2 separate regions of the Sus scrofa genome follow, and region 2 is linked to region 1. A link is a contact called in public HiChIP or PLAC-seq data. All regions are on one chromosome and are shown on one strand. Each heading gives the region's core, a stretch centred on a gene start, on an enhancer-like site or on the middle of the called end of the contact. The rest is flanking DNA. Distances are from core to core; before and after follow the strand shown.

Region 1 (5,241 bases), core at 1,672-4,171:
TTGGAGCTGTAGCTGAGGCCTATACCACAGCCATAGAAACATCAGAACTGAGCTGCAACTGTGATTTACCTATGCCTCACCTATAGCAATGTGGCATCCTTAACTCACTGAGTGAGGCCAGTGATTGAAACCCACATCCTCCCAGACAATGGCTGGTCCTTAGCACAGTGAGACACAGCTGTAACTCTGTAACACCAGATCCTTAATCCCTAGGCCACCAGGGAACTCCTAGACCTTTTTAAATTTCTCATCTGGATAACCATTTTCTCCTTTGTGACTAATAGTATTTTTATGTCTTAAGTTGTGACTGATACAAGTTAATTTTAATTATGTTGTGTTTTAAAGTACACCCTTAATTTTAAGAAATTAAAAATTAGGATTTCTTTGGTGGCCTAGCATTTAAGGACTTGGCATTGGCACTGTTGTGTCTCAGGTTCGATCCCTGGTCTGGGAACTTACGCATGCTCTGGGCTCAGACAAAAAAAAAATGTTTTTTAATTAAAAATCTAAGTATGCATATCTTCCAAGTAATTGCAATTTTCTTCAGCTGTTTCCACATATATACAAATTTTAAAACTTTTTTTTTTTTTTTTGCTTTTTAGGGCAGCACCCACAGCATACAAAAGTTCCCAGGCTAGGGATCAAATCAGAGCTACAGCTGCTGGCCTACACCATAGCTATAGCAACACCAGATCCAAACTGCTTCTGTGACCTATACCACAGCTTACCCCAACGCTGGATTCTTTAACCCACTGAGCAGGGCCAGGGATAGAACCTGAGTCCTCATGGATATTAGTTGGGTTCATTGCCACTGAGCCACAATGAGAAATCCAAATTTTAAAACATTTTTAAACAAAAATAGGGAGTTCCCATCATGGCACAGTGGAAACGAATCCAACTAGGAACCATGAGATTGCTGGTTTGATCCTTGGCCTTGCTCAGAGGGTTAAGAATCTGGTGTTGCTGTGGCTGTGGTGCAGGCCAGCAGCTGTAGCTCCAATTGGACCCTAGCCTGGGAACCTCCATATGCTGAGGGTGCAGCCCTTAAAAAAAAAATAGGCTAATACCATACATTATACTCTAGCTATAGTTTTTCTATTTTAAGTATATTTTCAATATCTTCATGGCATACATCTGCCACTGTTTTGAATAGCTATGTGTATGAATTTACTATAATATTTAACGGTTCCTCATTGACAAGCATTTAAGTTGTGTAATAGACATGTTGGGAGATTTTGGTGGGGGGCATAGGGCGAGGGCAAAAAAGGTCAGTCTTTCCTTAAGGAATTCCGATGGGGCAGACCACAGGTTTCCCCACTACACAGGGTGGTTTAGCATCCTGCCAACTAACTTCTTTTTTGTTCAAGTTAGCCAGAATCCGACTATCCTTGTAAGCAATGACCCCTAATTAATTGTGCAGGTTTTCCAATTTTTTTTCACTATTATGAACTATTGTGATCGTTAAAAATTTGGGGGCTCTTGGGCGAATATATGTAGTAAACAGGAACATATTTTAATATTTATCATACATTGTAATTTGTCTTGCTCCTTTTCTGCTTTACTGGGTTATAAAGACCATGTCTCATTACTCTTTGAAACCCAAGTTAGACAATTTTTTAAATTGAAGTTCACTCATCATAACATTAGCCATTATTAAGGAATTCTGGCCCACTGCATGCAGCGGCTATACATAGCATCTCAATTCCCAAGCCAGGGATTGAACCCCAGGTGCAAGCGGTGAAAGCCTGGCTATCTATCCACTAGACCACCAGGGAACTTCCCCATTAGCCATTATTAAAATGTATAATTGAGGTCATTTTAATTTTTTTTTATTTTTTGTCATTTCTAGGGCCACTCCTGCAGCATATGGAGGTTCCCAGGCTAGGGGTCTAATCAGAGCTGTAGCTGCCGGCTTATGCCAGAGCCACAGCAACGTGGGATCCGAGTCCCGTCTGCAACCTACACAACTCACTACAACGCCGGATCCTTAACTCACTGAGCAAGGCCAGGGATTGAACCCGCAACCTCATGGTTCCTAGTCGGGTTCATTAACCACTGAGCCACGACGGGAACTCCTAAGAAAATTGTTATTGCCCACTTGAAGGTCCAAATGCCTTGGTATTTTAAGAACTTCTTCCTAGATTATTGTTGATTCTCTTCAGGTGCATTCTAGTTGGGTTTAAGGGTAACAGGTGTTTGCAACAAACCGGAACGGAAAATTAAGAATTTCATGTAAACCTTCAATCCTTCTGCAATCTTTCAACACTTTTTACGGTAGAAAATAGTATAAAGCAGATGCTCTGGCACTTTCTGTAGTCTCGTGTCGACAGCTCACCTCAAGCCGAAAGCAATGCAGGGCGGGTGTGGTGTGGTGTGGGTCTGACAGCTACAGAGTCCGTGGTCCCGTCCCCCCACCCCAACAATGACTAGCACTAGGCTTCACAATATGGAGCTTTGCGTCGGTAGGTGGGACGGAAGTCTTAAAAATCTGAGAATCTGGGCTTGCTCCGGGAGAAAGAACCAGCAGTCCCGGTTTCCCAAAGTGCGGGCCACAGGCCACCTACAGCCAATCTCTGAGAGTAAGTTGATTTCGTGGAGCCCCACCTTAGGCTCACCGAATCTGAATACGTAGGGGTGTGGCTCCAGAGTCCGCCTTTTCCATAAACCCTCCAGGTGCTCCTGCTTTTGGCGCGCAAAAGTTTGCGTCCGGTAGAGCGCAGCCCCTCCCCTAAGGGGGGGCGGGCGCGGTCAAACGCCTTCCTCACCGCCGCCTGCTTTAGCTCCGGCCGCAGGCACCCAACCCTGCGGCAGCGAACGGCCAAATCTCGTGTGCGCCCCGCACCGCGGGAACTAGGCGCCCGCCTCTGGCCCGCTGCCTCAGTGCGGCGGCCTGCGCGCATGCGTAATGCGCGCGCCGCGCCTTTCCTCACACCGCGCCTTCCGCTACCCTGGTTACCGTTGGTGTTTGCGAATTCCCTGCAGCACCTTCTTCGCAGGAGACTAGCGCCGTTTCGATACGCGCGCGCCCGCGTCACGTGGGCCGAGGCTCCCTCGCGGTCGCTAGCGGGCTGCTGAGCCGGGAGGAAAGGAGCTGCAGCTACCACTCACCCTCCCGCTGCGTCCTAGGACGGGCGCGCGGATAAAAATGGCGAAGTGGGGGTAGCTGGAGCCGAACCCGAAGCGATGGGGCGCGCGAGTGGGGCGGTCGTCGGAGCCCCCTGACGTGGGCGCTTGGCTGTTCTCCGCGGCGATTTGACCTGGCGACCTCCGGCCGGCGCCTCATAGGTCAGACCACGGACTCCGCGGCTCGCCGAGGGCCCCGCCGAGAGCTGGAGGCAATGGATGAACAGAGCGTTGAGGTGAGGGCTTGGAGGAGGTGGTGGCTGGCTTTCTTCGCCACCCGCTGAGCGCTCTTTATTTGGGGCCCCTTGTCGTAGGGCACCCCCCACCCCGCCGCTGCCGCTGTGGAGAGGGCTGGCCCAGTGCGAAAGACACCGGGTTCGCTCTGCAGCCTCCAGGTGCCCTGTGCTCTGACCGTTCCCGCAGTCAGTCAGGTGGTGCCTATTCGGGCAATTTCAGGATGTCTTGGCACCGGAACTCATCCCCACAGGGTCCTTGTAAACTACAGCCTGTTCAGAGCAAAACTGCAAATTCATTGGATGAACGTGCCCTGGGACTCACCTCCAGTTCTTAAGAGTTTATGCGCGGATCCAAATCTCCCTCCGAGTGAATAATCATTCTCTCCCAGAGTTACAGCTGCCCTTCTTAGATTAGATGAGGATATACTCTTACTCTCCTGTTTGTAGTTTTCCAGTGCAATATACTTTTTATATCTGACTCTTGTATACTGTGATTTCAAATGCTTGGGATATTTACGTCAAGGCTAGGAGCATAAAAAGATGGCTTATTAGACATAATTATATAATTTCAAATTTTGAACATTCCAATTATTAAGATACTAAATCTTGGCTTCTTAGTAAGGGGCAACTATATTTCTGAGCACTCCAGTTCAAACTACTTCATCCAGTAGTCTTACTGTCCACCGCCCAGGGTCTGCATCTCAGTTTCTTTCTGGTCCTGCAGAGTCATGATTAGATTAATTTGCTCCATAATTCCTCATGTGAAAGTATTGTAAAGGTTTTGTTACCTTACCTTGGTTTTAGGAGAGTTTAATTCCTCTAGAATGGAGTGAAAATAAATGTGAATACTGGAGAAATAAACTTAAAATACGTAAAATAATCTACATCTAATTAAATCTGTTTTCTTGTCAGATACTTTCTAGATTGATTCACCTGAAGCTAGTAAAGATAATGCTGTTTCTTCTATTTATGTATTTTTTTTCTTTGCAAAGCCTTCTTAGAGCTAGCGCCAAAATTCTCAATGTGGGGCAGAATTTTAGGCTCAAATAAATAGCTAGTTGGTTGCAGCATTATGGCCTAAATTCAGATTTCTGGATTCTGAATTACATGGTTTCTCTCTCTCTCTCTCTCTCTCTCTTTTTTTTTTTTTTTTTTGTCTTTTTGCCTTTTCTGGGGCCGCTCCCACGGCATATGGAGGTTCCCAGGCTAGGGGTCTAATCGGAGCTGTAGCTGCTGGCCTGTGCCACAGCCACAGCAATGCCAGATCCTTAATCCACTGAGCAAGGCCAGGGATGGAACCCGAAACCTCATGATTCCTAGTTGGTTTCATTAACCACTGAGCCATGACAGGAATTCCTGGTTTCTCTTTGTATCAAAGTACACTGCCATTAATTATCTTTTTATACTTAAAAAATTTATAAAAGCAATCCATTCCCTTTGGGAAATTGCAAAGAAAATTCATAGTGTTCATTCAGTCATATAGTTTGCCCTTTTTTCCTCACTATTATGTATCATAAGGATTTTTTTTCTTTTTATGGCTGCACCTGCAGCATATGGAAATTCCCAGGCTAGGGGTCGAATCAGAGCTGCAGCTGAGGCCTAAACCACAGCCATGGCAACACCAGATCCAAGCTGCATCTGTGACCTGCACCGCAGCTTATGGCAACGCCGGATCCTTAACCCACTGGGTGAGGTCAGGGATTGAACCCTCACCCTCATGGAGACTACTTCAGTTCCTTAACCGACTGAGCCACAATGGGAACTCCATAAGGTTTTTTTTATCATTAAATAATTCAAAAATATTTCTAATGAATGTCACAATCTATGTTAACTGCTGTAATTTTAATATTTCAACATTTGGGCAGTAGCTAGATTCTTATAA
Region 2 (5,241 bases), core at 1,572-4,071, 40 kb before region 1:
ATCCTTAACCCACTGAGTGAGGCCAGGGATCGAACACATATCCTCATGGATGTTAGTTGGGTTCTTAACCTGCTGAGTCACCATGGGAACTCCTGAAAATTATTATTATTATATTATTTGCTTTTTAGGGCCGTGCATAATGTACATAAATATATAAAATACATATACATGAATAAAAGTTTTTAGTTTTTGGCTGAGCATTGTTGCAGACATCATACTTCACTCCTGAATATTTTATCTTTTGCTTTTTATTGTTGTATCTAAGGCACATGGAAGTTCTCAGTCTAGGGGTCGAGTGGAGCTATAGCTGCTGGCCACACCAGATCTGAGCCACGTCTGTGACCCATATCACAGTTCATGGCAGTGTGAGCAAGGCCAGGGATCAAACCCGAATCCTCATGGATACTAGTCAGCTTCTTATCATGCTGAGCCACAACAGGAACTCCCCCTCGATATTTTAAATTCATAGTCCGAACATGAACATGGACATTATTCCACAAAACCACAATCAGGAAATTTTACCTTTGAATATAGTTTCATATTCAAATTACATCAATAGTCTCAACAATATCCTTTAGAGCTGCTCCCTTTCCCTCTACACCTTGCATTTAACTGTAATGTCTCTTTGGTCTTTATAACTGTTCCCCAGCCTTTTTATACAAGTATTGGCCTTTTTTCATATTATTTATATTTTGGAAGAAATCCGGGTAGTTGTTTCTCAGTTTGGGTTGGTCTAAGTGTTCCTCCAATTATCTTCCTGCCTTCAGTCCAACTCCTTGCCAGTTCATTTTCTACCTTCACTGGATTCAGTCTCTCCTTTTTTTTTTTCGTTTTTGGCTGATCTGCAGGCATATGGGGCTAGGGATTGAATCTCAGCATAAGTTGCAATCTATGTAACAGCTGCAGCAACACCAGATCTTTAACTCACTGTGCCAGGCTGAGGATGGAGCCTGGGTCCCTGCCTCTGTGCCAGAGCAGGAACTCCTGGAGTCAGTCTTTTGTTTTGTTGTTTTTTTAGGGCCACACCCGCAGCATAAGGAAGTTCCCCAGGCAAGGGGTCCAATTGGAGCTACAGCTACTGGTCTATGCCACAGGCCACAGCCACAGCGACTACACAACAGTTTAAGGCAGCGCTGGATCCTTAACCTGCTGAGCAAGGCCAGGGATCCAATCCACCTCCTTATGGATACTAATGGGGGTCTGTTAGCTGCAGAGTCACGACGGGAACTCCCTGGAGATAGTCTTTTTTTTTTTTTTTTGGTCTTTTTGCTATTTCTTGGGCCGCTCCCGCGGCATATGGAGGTTCCCAGGCTAGGGGTCGAATTGGAGCTGTAGCCACCGGCCTACGCCAGAGCCACAGCAACGCGGGATCCGAGCCGCGTCTGCAACCTACACCACAGCTCACGGCAACGCCGGATCGTTAACCCACTGAGCAATGGCAGGGATCGAACCCGCAACCTCATCGTTCCTAGTCGGATTCGTTAACCACTGCGCCACCACGGGAACTCCAAGTCTTTTTTGTTGTTGTTGCTTTTTAGGGCTGCACCTGTGGCATATGGAGGTTCCCAGGCTAGGGGTCGAATCCGAGCTCCAGCTACCGGCCTACACCACAGCCACAACCACGAAGGATTCGATCTGCGCCTGCGACCTACATCACAGCTCAGGGCAATGCCGGATCCCTAACCCACTAACTGAGGCCAGGGATCGAACCTCTAACCTCATGGTTCCTAAGTCGGATTCGTTTCCGCTGCACTATAATGGGAACTCCCCATAGGGCTATTTCTGATATTTGCTTATATTTAATTTTACACTTTATGTTGTGCAGCATTGCTTTTTTAGTTCCCGTCTTGTTTCTCTAAAGAGATTGCAGCTCCCTAAAGCTTAGTCCAGCGCAGTACTAGGCACAAAGCAAACAGGGCATAATTTTAAAATTGCCACTCTCATAGAAACTCGAAAGATATTAAGACTATATCAAGGAACACAGTAGTTGGTTGGCTCTTCATCCCTGTCAAGAAATGTACTTTCTCAAACTTAAAGTGCAAAATAATCACAGGGGTTATTAAAAATTCATATTCTGATTCAGTAGGTCTGGGTGGAGCCAGATAATCTACATTTCTAACAAGCGCCCAAGTCATGCAGGTACTTTTGGGTTTGCAAACCACGTTTTGAACCGCAAGTAAAGGAATGGGCAAAAGGAAGGCAGATGCTTTACTCCAAAATATATTTTTGCAGAGCGTTAATTAAAAAGAAGTACGATTAGAGTGGACCCAGGCGGAGTACTTCTTACCCAAACTCAGAACACCTCCATCTCCCCTCCGAGTCCAGCCAAAGTCCCCACCTTAGTAAACCGTAAGAACACAAGCAGCAACAGGCCCAGCTATGGCAGATGCGAGCCCAGGTAACAAAAGAAGATCTCCCTGCACTTACTAGTCTAAGAGGCCAGGGGTTCGATGACGTCCCGGGAGTAGCCGCTCCCTCGCCATAAAGAAAAATTCAAAATTAAGACCTTATCGTGGAGGGACCAATCATAGCCTTTGTCTCTTCACCATTTGCTCTCTGCGTAGTGCAGGAGCGCAGCCTAGCTTCTGACTGGCTGAGGTTGCACCACGTTCTGGCCAATCAGAGCTGAGGCGCTTCTAGTATGAATAGGGGGAAGGCGGGAGCGAAGTGGAGGGGAAGCAGCCGAGGAAAGGTGTGTCACGTCCCCGTTGTCGCTTGTGGAAGCTTTTGTGTAATTGGTTGGCTCTTCTTCCAATTGCACCAATCGGAAGCTCTTCTCTGAGGAACTCTAACTGTGAAATTGAAAGTAGAGATGAGGATGCAGCCAATGGAAGAAAAAAAATGTATAGCAGCCAATCCTCCTGCGGCGTTTTGTGTCCTCGCCCAACAAGAAAATGTGTTTCATGCGTAGGGGCGTCTCCCAATCGCCAATGGGCGGGCACTGGTGAAGCGGAGGAACCAATGAGTGCGAGGTGTTGAGTGACAGCTGTCCAATAGGGACCCTCAGTGCTAGTACGGTTTACGGCTTAAGCGCCGCCGCCGTGGTCTGAGGAATGTCAACTATTCAACATGGAGGCGGAGGTCGATAAGCTTGAACTGATGGTGAGTGTAAAGTGAAGGAGATCTGCTGGGTAGTTCATTTTTCCCGGATGGCCTCCAAGGTGGAACGCAATTAGGAGTCGCCGGAAATCCTGGGTGGTGGAGGCTGGACTAGACTAGCTCCCTCCTCCTGCACCGAAGGGAGTCGCCACCGCCTGGTTTCTTTTAACCGCCACGGGGAAAGGCGTTACATCCGGGAAACTCGTGAGGGAAATGGCGGGAGATGCTGAGGGTGCGGGGCCTTTGGAATTCCTTGTTCCTTGACCTCATCTTTCCGCCTCTTAAGGAGCTGTGGCTGGTGCAGACAGCCTTCTGTGTATTTCCACCAAAAAGGCGTGATTGGAATGGTTCCTTTACACCCTAAGAAGGGGCGAGGTCGTTTGCACTCCGAGAAACGGGCATGGAGGGTGGGGTGGGAGTAAACCGAGAGGGGCGGAGAGAAATCCCTTTAGGACTGAACCGTCACATTCTCGGCAAGCTGAAAAAGTCTGAGATAGGATTCTAGACTTGTGTGCATAACTTCCTATCGGCCAAGGAAGCTCCTCGTTTCTCTTTGGCCCTTCGGTGAGGGAGAGAAGGGAATCTGAACCAGGAGCTCCTTTCCTGGAGCGCGGGCGGGACTGGGACGTGGACGGCACCCCTGCTCTGGAGTTGCCTAGTTTCATTCATTGTGAAAGTAGGGGGCGGGGGCGAGTAACTGGAAAGGACTCCTGCTGCTGCTTGGCCTGCAGGAGCGCGCCAAATTGCAGGCCGTCCTAGTTTCTCCTTTGGATCCTTGCCTTACTTGTTCTCTTTATTCTCTCCCTTCCATCCCTAAATTACCCACTTGGTCGCCCGCGCTTTTTTTCTTTTTAGTTCCCTTGTTCTGTCTTCAGTCTTTTCCCCTCCTGTATTACATGTGTTTGGATTGGGCTGACTTCCTTTAAAATGTGGAATTTGGAGGGCTCATCCATTATTGAATTCCTGTCCTTTTTTTGTTAAAGGAAAATAACAAGATTAAGTAAAGAAGCCATCTCCATCGCAGTCCTTTCCTCCTACCACTGCCATTCCCTGGCATTACTGCTCAGGTATCATTGTGCCTTTGCTGCTTCCTTCAAGATGAACCTTGGGTCTCTTAAATACCTGCAACACTTAAATACCTGCAACGTGTAGTGATCTTGGAAGAAACAGTATCATCGTCACACCCCATTCCCACCCCCAGAAAGTTTGAGACCTTGATGTATGTTAGTATTTTTTTTTCTAAGATATTAAATGAATTGTAGTGTTTTAGTGTCTCGCATATACAGAATCAACTTTCATTTGCTTTCAGTTGTTTCTGAAATTTTAATTTTCTTTTGCGGGGAGTGTGTGTGGAAATTGGAAAGGTAAGAAATGGCTGCAAAGAAGGCAGCTTTTCTGTTTCTTTTTTTTTTTTTTTTTTTTCTTGCCATTTCTTGAGCCGCACCCGCGGCATATGGAGATTCCTAGGCTAGGGGTCGAATCGGAGCTGTAGCCACCAGCCTACGCCAGAGCCACAGCAACTCGGAATCTGAGCTGCGTCTGCAACCTACACCACAGGTCCCGGCAACACCGGATCCCTAACCCACTGAGAAAAGCCAGGGATTGAACCCGCAACCTCATGGTTCCTAGTCAGATTCCTTAACCACTGAGCCACGACGGGAACTCCAGAAGGCAGCTTTTCAAACCTAACTTTTAGTTCAAAATTTTGTTATTCTTACCATTAACTGTCTTTCAGAAATGCAAACATGTTAAGTATTGTAGTTCGATTCTATCAACAGGCAAAGATGTTAATATGGTCTTGCCTTCTCCATTATTATTCCTCACTCCAGATGGGTATCTCTGACTAATTATAGGATGCTAAGTGATACTAATTATGCTCTTAACAGTATTTTTCCCCTTCAGGTTTTAATTTTGAGGTACTACTTAACCCTTTTCCGAATTTTGCATTAGAGTCAATATTCTCCCAGGATATTTTTTATGGCTTTTTTTTTCCCCCTGCTTTTTTTAGGGCCATACCTGCAGCATAAGGAGGTTCCCAGGCTAGGGGTCTAATCCGAGCTACAGCTAAGGGCCTAGGCCACAGCCACAGCCACAGCCACAGCCACTCCAGAACGGAGCTGCCTCTGCGACCTTCACCACAGC

Evidence for each region. HiChIP or PLAC-seq counts read pairs in DNA pulled down with a chosen protein or histone mark.
Region 2: an H3K27ac HiChIP or PLAC-seq map of skeletal muscle shows a contact between it and region 1. The contact joins the promoter of SKA2 here to the promoter of TRIM37 in region 1. A contact is called at or near these places in 3 of 47 Hi-C or Micro-C datasets (embryonic fibroblasts, epiblast stem cells and liver) and 2 of 2 datasets of contacts at active chromatin or transcription factors (alveolar macrophages and skeletal muscle).

What each region holds. Positions count from the first base shown.
Region 1 is chr12:35,391,098-35,396,338 of Sscrofa11.1, reverse strand. It overlaps TRIM37 (E3 ubiquitin-protein ligase TRIM37), which reads left to right and starts at 2,921. Exons shown (of 25, transcript XM_021067287.1): 1 at 2,921-3,359. The coding sequence starts at 3,339.
Region 2 is chr12:35,430,874-35,436,114 of Sscrofa11.1, reverse strand. SKA2 (spindle and kinetochore-associated protein 2) reads left to right here and starts at 2,821. Exons shown (of 4, transcript XM_003131674.5): 1 at 2,821-3,102. The coding sequence starts at 3,070. PRR11 (proline-rich protein 11) reads right to left here and starts at 2,421. Exons shown (of 11, transcript XM_005668999.3): 1 at 2,288-2,421.